Regions from separate parts of the Mus musculus genome. Here regions 2, 3 and 4 are each linked to region 1. The links are chromatin contacts, called in public Hi-C and promoter capture Hi-C maps. All regions are on one chromosome and are shown on one strand. Each heading gives the region's core, a stretch centred on a gene start, on an enhancer-like site or on the middle of the called end of the contact. The rest is flanking DNA. Distances are from core to core; before and after follow the strand shown. Region 1 holds the start of Hivep1 (human immunodeficiency virus type I enhancer binding protein 1). Region 2 overlaps Hivep1 (human immunodeficiency virus type I enhancer binding protein 1). Region 3 has its middle 54 kb from the start of Gm32555. Region 4 has its middle 47 kb from the start of Gm22157.

Region 1 (4,534 bases), core at 794-3,293:
GGCTGGACGGGTTCACTCATCCAATTCCGTTTATTTGCTATTTGAGGATCTACTATTTACTGTGTCACAAAACAAACCGAAACCAACTACTTAACATTTAACATAGCTGCCTTTCCCTGCATTTTGGTATGGAAAAAAAAAAAAACGCATTTAGACAATTCAGAAAACTTACCAGGAAAGTGTTCTTATATTAACTATCTCAGAGAGAAGTTTTAATACTGGTTTGTTGCTCAAGAAAACACAGTAAAATGACAAATCAAAACCAGATATGCAGTTTTCTCAAACGCTCTTAGCATTGCTGTATCTTGGAGACATCCTGGGTTCATGGATACATTTCTGTTGTCTTCAGCAAATATTGAGTTAAAAATTTCTCTCTGGCACTTAACTTTTTTTTCTTCTCTTTCTGTTTCAAGTAACAAAAACTCGACTTCTGAAGACTTTTTGTTTTTAATCTTAACACATTATCTATGTCTGCATGTTTATCTTTTGGTTCAAACAGCTCGGCTGGGGGAGGGGAACTACATTATATGTTTTATGAATCCTACCCATTGGGTATTTCATTTAATAAAATAGAAGACATCTTACTGGAATATTAAAATGGTACTCTTTCATTGTAAGGCTGACATAGTATTACCCACCACCCGAGCTTTCTAGCTGCATAATCTTTGCTCCTATGACCAAATTTACTTTTTGGTAGGCATATTTTCTTCCTCTGCAAAACATTATTTTTGGCTCTAAGCTTGCCATTACCAAGTATTCCATTTTTAATAATTTCCATTCTGGGGCTTTGTGCTTTTCTTAGCTCCAGCAAGCTAGAGGTAGGACTTCCTCGGGGGATTTTAGGGGTCAACCGTTAGCAGGAACGACCTGGACATCTTTATGAAAGCCTAAGGGAGCAAAACAAGTTTGCACAGATGGTCAGCTGTTAGTGGGCGTATGATCGCTTAACAAAGAATATTTTTGTTTTGCGCCTTTTTTTTTTTAACACCTTATTCTTTCCAACTTTGAGGTGGCCCGTACAATCTTCTATCGGCTTTTTTTTTTTTTTGTGGATGCGTGTAATTTTTAAGTTCAAACTGCTAGTATTATGCCTACCCTTGAAAACCTGCTTCGTTCCCCAGAGTCAGCTCTCCTGATATTTCCAGAAGTTTCCAGTTCCCGTTCTCTAACGCTTTCTAGCAGCCGGGGTCAAACTCTGGTTTGTAATAAATTAGTCTGTCTTCCCTGTTCACTCCCCCAGAGTTCCAGAAGCCTGCTGGGTGGCTCCGCCCCGCACCCCCTCTTCGGCTTCCAAAGTTCCCTCGCGGGTTAGTCCCCAGCTGACAGGCAGCTAAGGAGGGGTTAACTGCGCTCGCCGCTGCTTAGGCTCTGGGAAGCACCGGCTCTCTCCGGAATAACCTTGGCTTTCCTCGGTCTTTTAATAGAACATCCGCCACCAAAAAAGTGGTTTCAGTTTAGGGCTTAATAACACGTCCCCTCTGACCCTCCAAGTCAACAACCCAGCCCCCTTTCATTCTCTCTCTCTTTTTTAAAAGTTATTTTTTAAAGTTAATGCGTTTCAAGTTTCACTATGATTTTCCCCTTCCCTCTACGCGGAGCAGAGGAAACCCCCTTGGGGTCCCCCCTCCCTCCAGGGTCCTCCTCCTCCTCCTCCTCCCTACCAGGGCCAGGGCGAGGGGCGGGGCTGGGAGACACCATGACGTCACCGGGCCGGCCCACAGCCTGCTCTAGAAAGTCAAAAGACGGTAAAGAGAATCCGGCCCCGCCCGGCCCCGCCCCTCCTCCCGGGCCAACCGCCCCCGACTGCGGCCCGGCCGGGCTTCCCCGGGCCGCGGAGCCCCGCCTCCGCTGCCGCCCCGCCCCGCCCCGCCCTTCGGGCCGCGCCTCCTCCTGCGTCCTGGGTCCCCGCGGCGGGGCCTGCGGCGGGCGGGCGGGCGGGCGGGGCGGCAGGGGGCCCCGGGCCGGCTTCACAGGAGCCCGCCCTCCCGCCGCAGCCCCCGCCCCGCCGCCCCCGGGGATCCCCTGCTGCCCCGCCCACGCGCGGGGGGAAGCCGCCGACCTTCGCCCTGGCCGCCCTCGCGCTGCCAGCCGTCCTCACGGACACCCGGGAGAGGTAAAGGCCGCTCTCCCGCCGGGTTCCACTCGGTCCCTCCCGCGCCCAGCTCGCGCCTCGGTGCCCGTCGGGAGGAGGCTCCGCTTGTGCTGATGTCCCGGTTGTCAAGTGCAGCGCAGTTCCCGACGGGTGCGGGGCCGGGCGCGGCGGTGGGGGCGCTGCACCCGGGAGAGCGCGGCGCGGGGGGCGGGGGCCGGGACCACCTCCCCCTGGCGGGCGGGCGCGCGGGTGTGCGTGTGAGTGAGTGTGTGCGCGTGTGCCGGCGCCGACCTTGCGGAGGGGATGCTGCGTGCGGGAGCCGCTTGCCACTTCGGCGGGTCCTGGCCGCACGGGCGGCGGGAGCTGCGGTCCTGCGAGCCCAGCAGGTACGGAGGGCCGGCCTCCTGGTCGCCGCGGCCGCTTCTCGCAGGAGGGCTCGGCGGGGCTGCGGGAGACCAGGCCGCGGCTTCCGCACCTCCCGGCTTTGTGGCTCGCTTTCCCTTTCGGTCTTTGCCCGGAGTGCCTGTTTACTCCGGGCCACCTGGGTAGTTTCCCTCCCCGTAGGGCGCGCGCCCGCCGCTGGTGGGTCGGGGCCGGTGGGTAGGGGCGCGGGGCGGCTTGGGCTCGCCGCGGGGTCGGGCTCCAGCCGGAGTTGCGGCTAGAGAGGGGAGGGGGCTGTGGCGAGGCTGGCGCGAGGAGGAGTCTCAAGGCTGCTGCTCTCGCCGACTCTGTCCTCCTCCTCCTCCTCCTCCTGCTCTCCGCATCCACTCTAGGCTCCTTCCGGAGCTGGCACTTCCATTCCCCCCTCCTTCTGGCATGCGAAGCGCTTTGTTCAGTGCAGCGTTGCAGAGGGGTTTTCCCAGGCTCCGCCCTCCACATTCATTCATGTTTTTTCTCCTTGTGACTGTCTTTACGCTTTTTTGATTGTGTCCTGTTTTTGCACCTTGTAGTATGTATTTCTTTCTCGAGAAAGAATGGTCGATCACTGGTCCTAGTCGCCACGGTGGTGCTGTCGTCTTTGAAAATAACCACTTCTCCACCGCGGATTTAAATGTGGGCTGGACAGCTAGGGACAGGGGGGCTGGAGGCTGCAAAACCGGGTCGCACAAAGCTGTTACAGGTTGGGAATTTGCATATTTTAACATTTAAGCTTGGGAGCTGTGGGAGGTCACGTGATCGGCTTACAATCCGAGTTCACGCTTTAAAAACTTCGTAATATCGTGACCGCTTAAAAGCTTTAGTTTTAATACGGAACGGAACACTTACAGCTTTATCTTTAAATTCTCTGTGCAGTCAAAACCTTTTTGGATGCTATAGCTGATGCCTCTGTGGTAGGGGGAGTTGAGGAGCTCTATCTTTCACCCATCATTGACCGTCCTGTTTCTTATTCTTCCCCTGGCGTTAGATTGGGGATAGTTTGTGTTATGCCGACTAATAGCCGTGTTAAGAGCCGTGTTGCTTACAGTCGCAAGCACGGTAATAGCCGCCTTTTCCTTATGCGTTTTAACTAAAGTGAAAACATACATCTAAAACCTTAGTCTGGGATACATGTTCTTTACCTTAGAGGCGTTCTTCCAGGGAATTAATATTTCAGCATTTTCATGTGGTAGGCAAAGCTTCTACATTGTGTAGCTTACTCCTCAGTCCTTAGCCCGTTTGGGGTGGATAATGTTTCCTGATTTTACAGCTTGGGAAATCTGATCTTCTTTTCTGAGAGCTTAAGTACCTTGAACAAGGCCACACAGAATGGGGTAAAGCCTGGCCTTGAACCTGGTCAGGTTTGATTCCAAAGTATGTCTTCATGATTTGCTGTGTCATTCATCCCTTTGGGAGGGGATTGTCCTTGGTAGGTAAATGTTATCTTCTCAGAGGAAATGGGCAAGGTGTCATGTGGGGCCACGTTCTGAGGAAGATTTCATAATCTCTCTCTAAACTTGTTTTTTTTTTGTTTTGTTTTGTTTTTTGTTTTGTTTTCTCTTTGTAAAATGGATGAATTGGAGTTGTTAATTTTTTTTTAATCTCTCCCAAAACTTTTTTCCCCTACCTCTGTAAAATGGCTGAGTTTGAGCAGTTGATTCGGTTGTTAGGATTAAATTAGGTGATAAGTAGAAACTCTACAGTAAACCCAATAAGTGTTCTCTTGTGTCGTGTACAGTAATAGATATGAGAGGTTTTAAACAAAAGCATCCTTAGTCTATTGTGTTTGCTTAGTGATTAAACTTGGTTTCACCCCATAGGGCCTGCTTAATGGGCTTTGCTTATCAGCACTGTTGCAGGAAGTTGAAGCTAAACTTTTAACTGATTATTGAGAAAGAATCTAGTGGAAGAGGAGAGAGGGAGGTTGCTGATTTGGACAGATGGGTGGTTAACTTTCAGGCACGTTCAACCTTTTGGCATTGCAACATAGGCTGGAGGACCTTGCAACAGAGTTACAAAAAAAAA
Region 2 (4,700 bases), core at 1,111-3,610, 98 kb after region 1:
ATTTATTTCTAGTTGAATTTTGTTGCAGCTAGAAGACATGGTGTGCTCATTTAACTTTTTATGAGTCTAGTTTGACCTTATCGGATACAGTCTGCTTTTATTGCTCCAGATAATTCACTTTTATTTTCATTTACTAAGGTTATTATTATTAATTATATTAATGTGTATGATGCAGGGCATTGAACCCAGTGCCCTGAATTTTGAGCATTCACTCTGACATTGAGCTATACTCCTGACCATGCTCACTGCCCTGACATTCTATGAATGAGAGTGTGGGCTCCATCAAGGTGTCAGGGGCTGTTTCTTTCTAGAGGTAGTGAGAATAATGTGTTCTTGCTCACTTAGCCTATTGGCAGCATTGGGTATTGTGGCTAGACTCTCAAGGGCAGTACAACCATTGGATCAGCGTTTCTTTTCTCCAGTCATTCTCTCATTCGTATTTCTTCTTTATTTTGGTACAGCAGGTTGAACCCAACAGTTTGCATATGCTAAGCACCTGCTGTCTGAGCCAGCTTTGCTTGCTGTAACAAAATACCTGAGACTGTTGTTAAAGGAAGGAAAGGTTTTTCCAGGTTCAGTTTCTTGGTGACCCAGCTCTATGCCTTTGTACAGGAGGCAAAACAGAGAATCTTGGAGAGACTGTTCAGCTCCTGACAACCTGCCACAGAGGAACAGAAAGGCCAGGGACTTCTCTTTGTGAAGACCTGTTCCACAGTATTACAGTCTGATTATGAACCCATTAGTTGGTCAATCCCCTGAAGAAGTCTTGAGTCCTCACGATCAGTCCAGCTAACTCTCCAAAGTTCCACCTCTGAGCACAATTGCCTTGGGGTCAGGACTCTGGGCCCCTGAGTCTGAGGACACTCTGCATCTACAGTCTACCCTGGGCTCTCGCTCTCCGGCACACCCTGGCTTCTCTGTAGCTTTGTAGCCAGTAGGGGCAGGTCGAATCTTCTAGCCCAGTCTCTTACCTGACTGCTGGTTAGCCAGAGACTCTGCTGTGAAGTTTGAAAGGATCTCACTGTAATTCAGGGTAATTTCTTCATTCCAAAGTCCATGACCTCATCAGGCCAGCACAGCCTCTTTAGCACTTAAAGAAACCTGCACACTTGTTCCAGGTATCAGGGAGGTCACATTTTGCTGGCCATTGTTTTGCTTCCCACATGGCTATGCTCATGAGAGCATCTTTAAGGTGGTGGACTTCAAAGCAGAGCAGTAATGCCAGCCATCTTAGGATTCCTTTCCCGTTACACTTCCAGATCTTATATATAAGCTTAGATTCAGGTTAACGGGCTCAGCGTTTCAGTACAGGTCTCCTGACAGGGAAGTTTCGGATTAAGTCTTTGTTTTGCCTTCGTATGTATGGGAGTGCTGTAGATGCACGTATATATTCATGTGTGTGCATTGCGTGTATGTACTGGGGGCAGGCACTGACACTGGTTTCTTCCTGAGTTATTCTTGTTTTCTGAGACAGTTTTTTTTTTTTTTTTTTTTTTTCACACACCAAGCATGGAGCTCAGGATTCTGCAAGGCTAGCCAACTAGCCCAGGAGTCCTCCTGTCTCCACTTTGCCTGGTGCTAAGATCACAGACATGCACTGTCACACTGTCCCCTCCCCTCCCCTCCCCTGTGTTCCTCTTGCCTCCTCTCCTCCTCTCTTCTTTTTTCTTGAGTGTGGCTTCGGGGGATCCAGGCTGCATGTGTGCGTGCTCCGCCCCTTCCTAACAGGGCCGCATCTCTGTCCTCTGCTGTAGCTTTGTTGGTGAGCGCTGAATTGCTTCTCAATACAGCATTTTAGGCTGGCAGTTTAGTCTTCTTTAAGTGGTGTAAGAGTGAAGTAGATAAGAGGTTGGAAAGATAGGTGAGATTTAAGCAGCCGCCACCACATTACCATTACTTGATCATATATTCCTGGTTAATATTTCTTGATCATCTTCCTGGAGGGAAGGAAGAGCTTGGCAGTGAAGTGTTGTGGCTTCCTGTGCCTACTGTGTAAATCCCCACCTCTCCTGCTTTGTATTCAGGGCTGAGGATCAGCTGCTGGCAGAATACCTTTCCCACTGTGCCTTCCTCTCACTCTGCTGGTCTGTGTGCAGCCTGGTTTGCATGCTGTTCCCCATGTGTGTTTTAAACGCGTTTTTTGCACACCACGTTCATGAAACCTCCTTGACTTGAAAGTGCTTCCTTCTGCTCCCTGCCCAGGACTGAGTCAGAGATGTGCCACCTACGTGAACGTGTCTTCATTCCCGATAGTCAGTTGTCTTTGTCCTCCCTAGCTTCCTGATTATACATCCTCTTTGTTATGCATTTGATTGCCTAGTTCTCTGTCTTGTGGCTTCAGTCTCCTCCTCTGTCCTGAGGAGAGCTTCCTGTCTGCACACACACTCAGCCTCTCACCCTGAGAAATCGCCCTTCTCCCCTGTTAGTAATATCTGGGCTTTGCCCTTCCTGTCCAGCTTCCCAGGGAGAGATCCAGCTTAGCTGGGCCCTGAGCTCAGCCCCCCTCCCCACACTAGCCCCGTGGCTGAGGTGGATTTGGCCCCTGGGTCCCACTGACCATGCTTTCAGACCTGAGCCCATCCTCCCCATTCCTATGCCACAAGCCTGGTCGCTCTCCTTAATGCCATCGTGTGTGTTTAACACCCTGGGCCACAGGAGTGCCCAGGTTCTTCACTGTCATGGGTGTCGTTGCATCTTTCCAGGTCCTACCTTGTTGATTCCCACTCCTAGCTTAGCCTTAAGTCTAGCAATTACCCAGGCCTCTAATATCAGGCCTCTTTTCCTCTCCACAGCATGTTTTCTTTGGCTGGTCACTTGTTTACCTTTACAAAAAACAGCCCTCACTGTGCATTCCCAGATATCTGCCTCTTAGCCTAGACCTCTCTCTAGGGACAGAAAAGAATGTGCCTGTATACTTCATGTATCACAATTTTCAGCTTGCCGTGCCATCGTAGTAATTATTTTAAACGGTTCTGTAGTGTTACGTTAACTGCACTGCCATCATTAGCCTGGCCATCTTCCTGCTGACAATGACTGGTCCTCACTGTCCACCTGTGGTCCACAGTCCCACACACGCATGGGGAAGTGAGCGTCTGTGGTTGCCAAGTAAAGGGCCCCCCTCCCCTCTCAAACCAGCTCAGTGCTCCCATATAAAGCCAGGAAACCTTTGTAGAACTTCTGGAAAACTATTCTTAAGCCTTGTGCTTTGCCTCTGTTAAGAGTACTACCATCACTACTAGAACTGCTGACAGCTTTTCAGTCTGACACAGCCCTGGAAGAAGCTCGGAGTCCCCCTCTGCACAGCACCATCACCTGATCCCCTCCCGAGCACCTCTCATAGAGATCCAGCAGAATCAAGAAGGAATGGGTGGTGCAACTTCAAAAAGGCCTGGCGTGTGTCCTTGAGTGACTGGACTGCCCTTCCATATTCTCAGCCAGAGAAAGACAGGGAGAACATGAAAGATAGGAATCAATATGGCAGAAACTGAGTGTGACCATGAACACCAAAGTTAATGACGTCATAAATATTATTAACAAGAGCTCGAACTTAAGAGAATGAAATGAGATAAAATGGGGGTGGGCTGGCAGTGGGAGGAGATTTATGTGATACACACATCGTAGAGGGAAACAGTTCCATAAGTTGTCCTCTGAACTCTGCATGCTTCATGACATATAGACTGTCACACACCCAGATGGATATATATGCATGCATACATACATACATATATACATACATAAAATAAATACAATAAATTAAGAAAAGAGTGGTTGGGAAGATGGCTCTGTGGACACAGTGCTTGCTCTGTGAGCAGAGAACCTGATTTCAGTCCCCAGCATCCGCAGAAAAGCCAGGCCTGGTGGTACACGCCTGCAGTACCAGTTCTGGAGGGCAGCGAAAGGAGGGGCCTGGAGGTTTGTCAGCTAGCTGATATAGTGCAAAGGACAAGATCTAGCTTCAGTGAAAAACCTTGCCTTAAAAATTATACTGAAAAGCAATAGAGGAAGACACAATCTCCTCGAACTCTGGTCTTCAGATTGTACCTATGGACATACCCACACACATAGACACATAACACACAGGGGTACTATATATATATCCATATACATAGGTGTACAACACAAGTACACACACACAGGCATACAACACAGGTGCACCTCCACACATACATAGACAGATGTACTCAACACATCAGCATATTATGCAAATGTGCACACAATCATAGGCACACGACACAGGTGTCACCCACACATAGGCATATGACACAGGTGCACACACACACACTATACCGTGTACTAAAATTAAAGTTACACACCAAGAATTGACAATAGACATTTACAAATATAGCCGACATGTATGAAATGCAATGGCAAGTGACAGAAGGTCAGGTCCTATTGAAATTGGAACATGTTGCTCAAAATATTTTTCTAATCCTTAACTATAGATTTTTTTTTCAGAAATATCATAAGTAAACAGAAATATTTAGAAATTCTCTTTATTTTCTCATTCTCTTGAGGCAATCTCAGTGTGTGTTCCAAGACGGCCTCAAGCACGTAGTTCCTCCTGGGTGCTAAGGGCCCCCCTCCCCTCTCAAACCAGCTCAGTGCTCCCATATAAAGCCAGGAAACCTTTATAGAACTTCTGCACTTTACAGCCAGCTTTCCTTTTCTGTAAAAGCCAAAAGTTTTATTACTTTAATTTA
Region 3 (4,374 bases), core at 1,711-4,210, 84 kb before region 1:
TTAAGAAATGGTGTGTATTAAGATGGCCTATCCATGGAGTCATTCATCAACTGTCTCATGAACAATGGTTCTGCTTGGAGGGTGGCACAGACATTAGGTAAAAGTAAGATTCTGGTTCATTGGCTGTGATGATTTTGAAAAGCATTCATCTCAGAAAAGGAGTAACTTATAAGGTCCTCTTCTTCAAAATTGATATAATACTTATAAATATGAAGCAAAACATTCAGTCACACTCTTTGTTGTTCTCTTACAAGCCACCTCCCAAATCAATTGTCTACATTTCTTTTGGCTGTATAAATAATTTTGAAATATGTAAGCTGTTCTGAAAACCATGGTATAGCGTAAAAACAATCCTACTATTACAGAGGCTGAGATAGGAGAAGCATGATTTCAAGACCATTGTGTGGTACACAGCAAGATACTGTCACATACAAACAAGCAGAAAGTATATATGGATTGTATAATATTGGACCTATTTCTTCCATTACCAAATTAGAGAGACCACAGGATGACAGCCAACAAATTTCTAATTCCTCATATTTTTGAATTTCAATGGATTAGGATATGTTGGTAATATTAATTTTCATATTAAGAGATATTAAGGAAAAGTGATTGTTATTTTTGTTGTTAGAGGTGGAATATCGTTTGTGTGGGTTTGCTGAAAGATTACTTTCTTGCTTCTTCTAGGGTGTAGTTTCGCTCCTTGTGTTGGTGTTTTCCATCTGTTATCCTTTGTAGGGCTGGATTTGTGGAAATATATTGTGTAAATTTGGTTTTGTCATGAAATATCTTGTTTTCTCCATCTATGGTAATTGAGAGCTTTACTGGGTATAGTAGCCTGGGCTGGCATTTGCGTTCTCTTAGGGTCTGTATGACATCTGCACAGGATCTTCTAGCTTCTATAGTCTCTGATGAGAAGTCTGGTGTAATTCTGATAGGCCTGCCTTTAAATATTACTTGACCTTTTTCCTTACTACTTTCAAAATTCTTTCTTTGTTTAGTGCATTTGGTATTTGGATTATTATGTGATAGTAGGAATTTCTTTTCTGGTCCAGTCTATTTGGAGTTCTGTGGGCTTCTTGTATGGTCATGGGCATCTCTTTCTTTAGCTTAGGGAAGTTTTCTTCTATAATTTTGTTGAAGATATTTACAGGCCCTTTAAGTTGTGAATCTTTGCTCTCTTCTATAGCTATTATCCTTAGGTTTTGTCTTCTCATTGTGTCCTGGATTTCCTGGATGTTTTGGGTTAGGAGCCTTTTGCTTTTGGTGTTTTCTTTGACGGCTGTGTCAATGTTTTCTATGGTATCTTCTACACCTGAGATTCTCTCTTCTATCTCTTGTATTCTGTTGGTGATGCTTGCATCTATGAGTCCTGATCTCTTTCCTAGGTTTTCTAACTCCAGGGTTGTCTCCCTATGTGATTTATTTATTGTCTCAATTTTCATTTTTAGATCCTGGATGTTTTTGTTCATTTCCTTTGCCTGTTTGATTGTGTTTTCCTGTAATTCTTTAAGGGATTTTTGTGTTTCCTCTTTAAGGTCTTCTAGCTATTTAACTGTGTTCTCCTGTATTTCTTTAAGGGAGTTATTTATATCCTTCTAAAAGTCCACTATCATCATCATGAGAAGTGATTTTAGATCTGAATCTTGCTTTTCTAGTGTGATGGTATATCCAGGACTTGCTATGGTGGGAGAATTGGATTCTGATAATTCCAAGTAACCTTGGTTTCTGTTGCTTATGTTCTTATGCTTGCCTCTCAACATCTGGTTATCTCTAATGCTACCTGCCCTGGCTCTATCTGACTGGAGCCTGCCCTTCCTGTGATCCTGGTTGTGTCAGAACTCTTCAGAGTTGAGATGTCTCTGTGATCCTGTGATTCTGGGATCCTGGGACCCTGGACGTGTTAGAGTGCCTGGGAGTAGAGCTTCCTCTGGGTGTTGTGGGACTGGCTGCGGAGTTTGCACCCAAGGTCTGCTCAGGGCACCGACCCAGCTAAATAAATCTTGAAAGAAAGAAAGAAAGAAAGAAAGAAAGAACGAAAGAAAGAAAGAGGAAGGAAGGAAGGAAGGAAGGAAGGAAGGAAGGAAGGAAGGAAGGAAAGAAATGGAAGGAATCCTAAGTCGAAAGGGAAGTTCCAGAAGTGAGGCCTCTTGAGTGCTAGACAACGCTGTATTTCTGACCAAAGATTTGCCTGAAAGCCTAAGATTTACCTAAGCTCAATATAGATTTGGTAAATACCCCAAAGTCTAGTCTTAGTGGAGATTCCAGGGAAACATGGCAGTGGAAAAACTTCAAAGCCAGAAGGAGAAACCAAATGAATACACCCTAAAACGATGTGTAAGTACCGAAGAACTCACATATAAGATGCAGTGAACAATGTTCCTACCAGCCATACAAGGCTCCTAGGCAGAACCCCTGGGGAGCTGTACTCTCCTCTCCTGACCTGGCAGTTTAGGAGGCAGAAAACTGAAGGGAGATGTCTCTGGGTCTGACCTCTCTAGTACCACCCCTCAGGAAGCAATTTACAAATCTAAAAAATACAGCAGCAAAAACAAACTCAGCCCGAAGCAATCTGAGGGCGTTTATACTCTTTATAACTCTCTTCTTAGAAGTGCTACAGTTTAGTTAGTGCCGGTTGATGAAAAAGACTTTATGGCCCAGCCTAGAACATAATACCAAACTGCCCCCTCATCTCTCTAGTCTATCCTTAACAGCAAATTGCTTTCAAAGAAGGATTGAAACAGTAGCTTTGTTGTTTGGTTGGGAAACACACACTGAGTATAGGATGGTATACTTACTGGTGCTTTTAAAGCAAACACTAACATCTCAGCAAAGGCTTAATGAATTTGAGCAAGCTAGTAAACAGGGTAAAATTTCATTTACTGGGCTGACTCTTGGTCTCCAAACTATTTTCAACTTTCACTTATTTTTATTTCACAAACAAGAGCAGCATGCTCGAGTAAGTCTTACACAGGTTTTGCAACACGTTTACAAGCACGGTTCTGTGTGACAAAGAGCACTTTTAGCACCCTGGGCAGCTTGACCACACAGAGGAAAGAGAGGTTGTTTAGTCTGATCCACCGTGTCTTTTCAAAGCCTTTAGGTCGATTTCCCTCCATCTCCCGTTCTGGAGATGAGAAGGAAAATTAAAAAATACACCGTGCAGCATTTTCAGAGCATAGACTCTTGTATTGAGCTGCAAGTCCTTCCTCACTGGCCCACTTCATTAAAGGAGCTGACTTCGTTTTTTGTTTGGTTGTTTGTTTGTTTGGTTGGTTTTTTTGTTTGTTTGTTTGTTTGTTTGTTTGTTTGTTTGTTTGTGGGGGGAAGCTGTGAGACTCTTTCCACTAGGTCGGATCAGTTGAAGAAATGGCCTTCCCGATGCTTTCAGCGGTAGCTATTCTGAAAACATGACAGCACATCTTCAATACACTTTTCTCTCTTTCTCTCTCTCTAAATCAATGCGTAATGCATTTGTAAGGCGTCTGCCCTTTCATAAAAGGATGCAGCGTCAGCAAACTGGTTGGTCGGAACCATTAGCATCTTACTTCATCCCTTTTATCCTTTGTATCTGTTACCTCAAAGGCCCTTTCACGTCAGCGGTGTACCCTGGGCGGCAGAGGGAGGGGACGCGCCTGTGCTCTATATGAGAGCCTGCTTAAACATGAACGAGACTTTTGAGAGTGACGCTCTCTGCAGATCCTGTGCTGAAGATGAGGGCTGAGGTATAACGGGACCCCAGCCTGCACAGGAAGTAGGAGAGAGAACACTAGTGCCTGGAACATCCCACAGGTGCTCTGCTTATCTGAAGATGAAGGAGAGAGAACCTGACTCCGTGATCTGTCACCTAAAACTAGTCATTGTTTGCTCTGAACTGTATTCACATTAGTGTGTTGTTGCACCTGATAGTTTTTTTTTTTTAAAACATCAGTCATTTGTAAGGGAGGGAAGATATCCCCTCCTACCTACCTGTTCCTCTTAGTTCTCCTGGGAATCATAGGAACTTAGTCAATGCAAGGCTAATTATCAAGAGAACACACAAGCTTTTTAAAATTTGCATATATATGAGTATCTTCTCAGGAGAACAAAAGCCGAAAAGACATAATGACTCGTTACTTTTGTACTCTGTCTAAGATAGGTCTCTCCGTAAAGGCATGACAGGATAAAGAGATCTGTGGGCAGTGTGGTAAGATTCTAGGGATGTCTCTAAGGCTGATGGGAGATGGAGGTGACTGCAACTGGATGCTTTATTAAGCTTCATTACAATCCCAAGCTGGAGTCGTTGGTAATAAAGGCTGCTTCCCAATTTGATACAGGAGGACTCGCCTCCCAAAAGAATCTTGCTTATTCACGTAAATGGCCCATTTAGTGGGA
Region 4 (4,589 bases), core at 375-2,874, 100 kb before region 1:
GGATCCTGGGAAGCAACACACCTCAGGATGGCTTCTGGCTTCATTGCCACATTCACATATATATGGGCTTATCTATATGTGCTCACCTGTACACATGCACATAGAGAGAGGGGGGAGGGGGGAGGGAAGCTTGGAGAGAGGGAGGGAGGGAGGGAAGGAGGGAGGGAGGGAGGAGCTCTTTTCAGCCCATGATGGCAATGATGACCATACAGAGTTCCCTTATCAGAGACTAGAGTACTAGTGAATCAGGATAGAGGGAAATCATTTGGGTATAGTTCTATAATAAAAAAGAGATCTTCTAAACACTGTCAGGATAGGGCTGTACACAAACATTGGCGGAAAGGTATGATTTTCCAATATGCAATATTTAATGTTATGTTCAAATTTCAATAGCAGACAAATTAATAACTTGTGCCCAAGAACAATGCTTTTTGTTATTATAGGTATCCTTATACACTGGTGGCCTTCCACTCTAGTTAGTTAACTCTTCCACAAGGGTTGGATTACACCATTTTACTTGGCAAAAGAGGGCACACACGAACAATGCCCAGTAAACTCAGGGGAGGATGGTAGAATGGATGAGACCCTTGGCAAAGACAAAGTCCAAGAAGTAGGAGGATCTGAGAGGAGAGTGCTGATGGGAAGAGGGACACCCAAGAGGGGAATTAACTTGTGGGGTGGAACTTATACATGCACTCACATGTGCGTGCATGCAAGCACACACACACACAGGAAACATACACACAGAAAGAGACAGAGACAGAGACAAAGTCAAATACTCATACCCATTTCTGCTACATTGTGCCATGAATTCAATCAACAAATGATTATAAATACTCAGCAAAAAGTACTGTCTACCATAACTATGTTTAGAATACTTAAAAAACAAAAACAAAAACAAAACTTCCTAAAGGGTATCATTATCCCCTTAAAATGCAATGTAGCCACGAGTTACAGACATTTCTACTGTATTAACTATTTTTGGTCACTCTGGCATGCTTTAAAATTTATGACGGCTGGATGTTCTGATGCACACCAGTAAAACTGGCACTCAAGATGTTGCGATGGGAGGGTAGTCATGAGTCTGAAGCTAACCTGGACTACATAGTGAGTTTCAGGCCAGCGAGAGCCACTCAACAAGATCATCTATGGATATCAATCAACAAATGAGTGAATTAAAGTATGTTGAAGGAGGTGTTGAGATGCTAGGCAAATAATATGCCAATTTTAATAAGAAACTGAGTATTAATATGGATTTCAGTATCCTACAAGGGCACCAGCTTAGCTCTCCGTGCACATGAGGGATAGCTGAATGATGCCTGATCTTGCCTTTCCCTTATTATTTTTACTCTCTCTCTGTCTCTCTCTCTGTCTCTCTGTCTCTGTCTCTGTCTCTGTCTCTGTCTCTCTCTCTCTCTCTCTCTGTGTGTGTGTGTGTGTGTGTGTTCGTTCGTGTGTGTTTGTACAGGTGTCGAGAGAGAACAACATTCTAAAGAAAAGTATAATTTCTTCTTCCAAGCAGTTCAAAATCTGTAAAGAGGCCACAGCCAATATGGCAGCAGCTAGCACCCAGCAATGATAAGAAATCCTCCTGTGAATGTGCCTTCTACAGTAACCACACTGCTGTCTGAGGAGGAGTGCCTGAGGTCTTCTTTGTTTTTCTGTTGGTGGTTATGAGGTCACCCAGAGGAACAGTTTCTCCCCTTGTTGCCCTGGTAATCAAAAGCACATAATTAAAAGCTGGCTCGTGACAGCAACACATGTGATTCTGTGACCCAGGTTTTGGGTTTTTTTTATTTTTATTTTTATTTTTTATTTTTTATTTTTTTTTGTCCTGAGCAATCCTCATTAGACCACGTTAGATTCACAATAGCTTTCCACTCACACAGCAGATGCTGGAATGATCCTAAGTCAGGGAGAATTCCTAAGAATTCCCAACCAGGCAGTGGTGGCACACCACACACACCTTTAGTCCCAGCACTCAGGAGGCAGAGGCAGGTGGATTTCTGAGTTCAAGGCCAGCCTGGTCTACAGAGTGAGTTCCAGGACAGCCAGGGCTACACAGAGAAGCCCTGTCTCGAAAAACAAACAAACAAACAAACAAACAAACAGAATTCCCTAAACACAGAAGAGGTTTGAAACCTGATTTTACCCCCCCCCCCAAAGTAAAGAATTCACTCAAGTATTTTGGGTCTTCTAACAATCACACAAAGCAAGCTGTGGGTATCTGGTAGGGAAGCCTAAGATCTGGGATGAGGTGGCAGGGAGAGGGGGAGAAAAAAAGAGGGGGGAGGAGAAAAGAGGGGGGTAAGAAGGGGAAAGGGAGAAAGGAGGAGAAAAGGGGGGCAGGGGTAAAAGGATGGAGAAGACAAGAAGGCAGGGGAGATAGGCAAGCTAAGGATCAGAAAAGGTGGAAGGGGAGGAGGAGGGAGAAGGGAGGGGGAGAGAGAAGGAGAGGAAAGTGGAAGAGAGGAGGGACAAAGACGAAGCCCAAGGACTCTTGACCTCTGTCCAAGGCTCCCACGAGTCTGGATCACTGTTTGGATGAGTAGAGCCAGTCACAGCGGATGAGCTATTTCCTGTCACCTGGATGGTTGCTTCTGCTCACTGCACCAGCCATAAGCTGGGATGTTTGTTTGCTTGTTGGTTAGTTCGTTTAAGACTCTGTACTTCTAAGGCCTATTTGTTCACTTCTGTGACCGTCTTTTCTTGTTTGAAGAAAATTCTGGGAGAAGACAGCTGGGGAAATCCCCTGTGCTTTCTTAGGAGAAGTGGGGGTTAGGTTTTTATGGGTTTTAGACCTTTTTATTTGTTTTGCTTTGGTTTTAGAGACAAGGACTCATTGTATAGCTCAGGCTAGCCTTGAAAACACAATCCTCCTGCCTCAGGTTCCCTCGGGCACACCTAGGGCCTCCACATATCTTTTGAGACATGAATCTAAACACCTGTCCTACCAGGCTTTGGGGAAGTCTTTCCTCACAGTCATTTGAGAATAAAGGCCCTCAGCTTGGCCTGGCCACACAGGCCTGTAATCTCAGTTAATTGACAGACTGAGACCATAGATTGCAAGTTCAAAGCTACTCTGGGCTACCTGTGGGAGCTCAAAGCCAAACTGGGCAGGTTAATGAGACACTGTCTCCAAAAAAAAAAAAAAACAAAAAAACAAAAAAAAAAGTTTATGTTAGTAAATAAAATAAGCACAAGTAATCTCAACATGAATATAGCTAGTGAATTAATTACTTTTTTAAAAGTGAAAAGTGTATTATGGTACAGAGAGACTTGCCTTGCATGTATGAAAACCCCCTTCTCCCCCCCCCCCCTCAGCCCCCCCACCCACCCAAAGAAGAAAGTCTCTCAATCAGCCACAGAAACATTACCTACTGAGTGGACAAAGAGAACAGGTGTGCGTAGAGAAGACTCTGGTCAGATGCTGCAAGCATCCCACATGCTCTCCCCCTCCCCCTCCCCCTCCCCCTCCCCCTCCCCCTCCCCCTCCCCCTCCCCCTCCCCCTCCGCCAACGGGAGGGTGATGGGCTCCTCTTGGGAGTCAGCAAAGGAGGAAGTCACTTCCTACTTCCTGCACTGGAGATTCCACAACCTCTAACCAGTTTATTGAGATTTTGCCTTTCCCATAGTCTCACCAAATTAAGTAGTATCTGCTATCTCCGGTGTGGTACCTGTGGCATGCATGGCTAGCACCCCCTGACTGCCCGTGTCTGTCATTAGCAGTTACTGTCGGCATTATCATTAGCAGTCCGTGCAGGCACTAGGGTATGCGCAGCATCATGCTCTTTGAGAGGTAGACAGAAATTTCTCAAGCACCATGGTTGATTCTTGAAGGCCCCCATTTGAGAACTCCCATGGTTACATATATATCATCCCTTATTTCAAAGGCAACTCGGAGCATGTAAGAGGTACGCTAACTGCTCCTTCACCTCTATAAATGAGCATGTTATATTTAAATACATACCTATCTCTGGGCAGTGTTCTGGAATACGTGATGGCAATGTGTTCACATGACATCTGGTAGCACCCCTATGTTTTTAACCTGTGTGCCCAAAATGGGGCATCATGAGTTCTTTGTGCCCCATGTTGTGAAATTAAATGTAAACCTGTCTTGACAAATTTGAAGGCTTTGGGGGACAGAAATCCATAGATGGTACGTTGGGGTCCCAAATGCTAAAATGGCCAAAGAGACTATACCTTGGGGGCAGCTTCTGGACCCCCCAGTGCCCCATCTATTCTTTGAGGGCAGTGGGTCTGCTGAGAGCTTGGATTCCAGTTTGGGCAGAGAGAAGAAAGGAAGAAGAGGCAAAGTCCTGACAGCGGCAATCAGATGAACCCAGTGGGCCCAGGAACTATGACGGGAGAATGAGAGCAGAGAGGGGGGCTGGGCTGGGCTGAGGACAGTCGGCTAACTCAGATTCCTGGTGTTTGGCCTGGAGAAAGCACCCACTAGAGGAACAAGTCTGTTGTTAGCAGCCAAGGATGGCCCAGGTGATCGCAGAAGCACACTGGGTTCTCAACCTTGCTGTGATCCTGGGTCTCAGGTAAATGAGTTCTGGCCTTAGCTGACAGTCAGGTAAACA

Evidence for each region. Promoter capture Hi-C pulls out the DNA fragments that hold promoters and counts their contacts. A called contact is a pair of places that touch in the nucleus more often than the background predicts.
Region 2: a contact with region 1 is called in a Hi-C map of bone marrow-derived macrophages, with 3 times the contacts expected there. The contact joins the enhancer-like site here to the promoter of Hivep1 in region 1. A contact is called at or near these places in 6 of 39 promoter capture datasets (the 3T3-L1 cell line, the HPC-7 cell line, HPC-7-derived erythroid cells and 2 more), 1 of 15 datasets of contacts at CTCF or cohesin (the G1E-ER4 cell line), 34 of 484 Hi-C or Micro-C datasets (B cells, DN2 thymocytes, the G1E-ER4 cell line and 22 more), 9 of 115 datasets of contacts at active chromatin or transcription factors (DN3 thymocytes, the HPC-7 cell line, T-cell acute lymphoblastic leukemia and 5 more) and 3 of 9 other capture datasets (adipose tissue, liver and pancreatic islet).
Region 3: a contact with region 1 is called in a promoter capture Hi-C map of 3T3-L1-derived adipocytes, with 5 times the contacts expected there. The contact joins the enhancer-like site here to the promoter of Hivep1 in region 1. A contact is called at or near these places in 2 of 39 promoter capture datasets (the 3T3-L1 cell line and 3T3-L1-derived adipocytes), 9 of 484 Hi-C or Micro-C datasets (adipose-derived mesenchymal stem cells, beige adipocytes, brown adipocytes and 5 more) and 1 of 115 datasets of contacts at active chromatin or transcription factors (embryonic stem cells).
Region 4: a contact with region 1 is called in a Hi-C map of CD8 T cells, with 2.7 times the contacts expected there. The contact joins the enhancer-like site here to the promoter of Hivep1 in region 1. A contact is called at or near these places in 3 of 39 promoter capture datasets (the 3T3-L1 cell line and 3T3-L1-derived adipocytes), 16 of 484 Hi-C or Micro-C datasets (CD4 T cells, CD8 T cells, adipose-derived mesenchymal stem cells and 10 more), 12 of 115 datasets of contacts at active chromatin or transcription factors (CD8 T cells, T-cell acute lymphoblastic leukemia, bone marrow-derived dendritic cells and 7 more) and 1 of 9 other capture datasets (adipose tissue).

The regions. Positions count from the first base shown.
Region 1 is chr13:42,049,978-42,054,511 of GRCm38.p6, forward strand. It overlaps Hivep1 (human immunodeficiency virus type I enhancer binding protein 1), which reads left to right and starts at 2,044. Exons shown (of 9, transcript NM_007772.2): 1 at 2,044-2,113. It overlaps Gm28707 (a long non-coding RNA gene), which reads left to right. Exons shown (of 2, transcript XR_001780922.2): 2 at 1-590.
Region 2 is chr13:42,147,856-42,152,555 of GRCm38.p6, forward strand. All of the region lies in intron 3 of Hivep1 (human immunodeficiency virus type I enhancer binding protein 1), which reads left to right. Among named protein-coding and RNA genes, the nearest start is that of Gm32778, 37 kb to the right of the region's middle. Within about 2 kb of position 2,361, at least 82 of the 459 cell types and tissues checked have an H3K27ac peak or open chromatin away from gene starts, as enhancers often do. A contact at or near this core is called in DN2 thymocytes, the HL-1 cell line, the HPC-7 cell line and 11 more, where this site is marked.
Region 3 is chr13:41,965,386-41,969,759 of GRCm38.p6, forward strand. No RefSeq gene overlaps it. Among named protein-coding and RNA genes, the nearest start is that of Gm32555, 54 kb to the right of the region's middle. Within about 2 kb of position 2,961, at least 9 of the 459 cell types and tissues checked have an H3K27ac peak or open chromatin away from gene starts, as enhancers often do. A contact at or near this core is called in 3T3-L1-derived adipocytes, beige adipocytes and brown adipocytes, where this site is marked.
Region 4 is chr13:41,946,792-41,951,380 of GRCm38.p6, forward strand. No RefSeq gene overlaps it. Among named protein-coding and RNA genes, the nearest start is that of Gm22157, 47 kb to the left of the region's middle. Within about 2 kb of position 1,625, at least 26 of the 459 cell types and tissues checked have an H3K27ac peak or open chromatin away from gene starts, as enhancers often do. A contact at or near this core is called in CD8 T cells, T-cell acute lymphoblastic leukemia, memory CD8 T cells and 2 more, where this site is marked.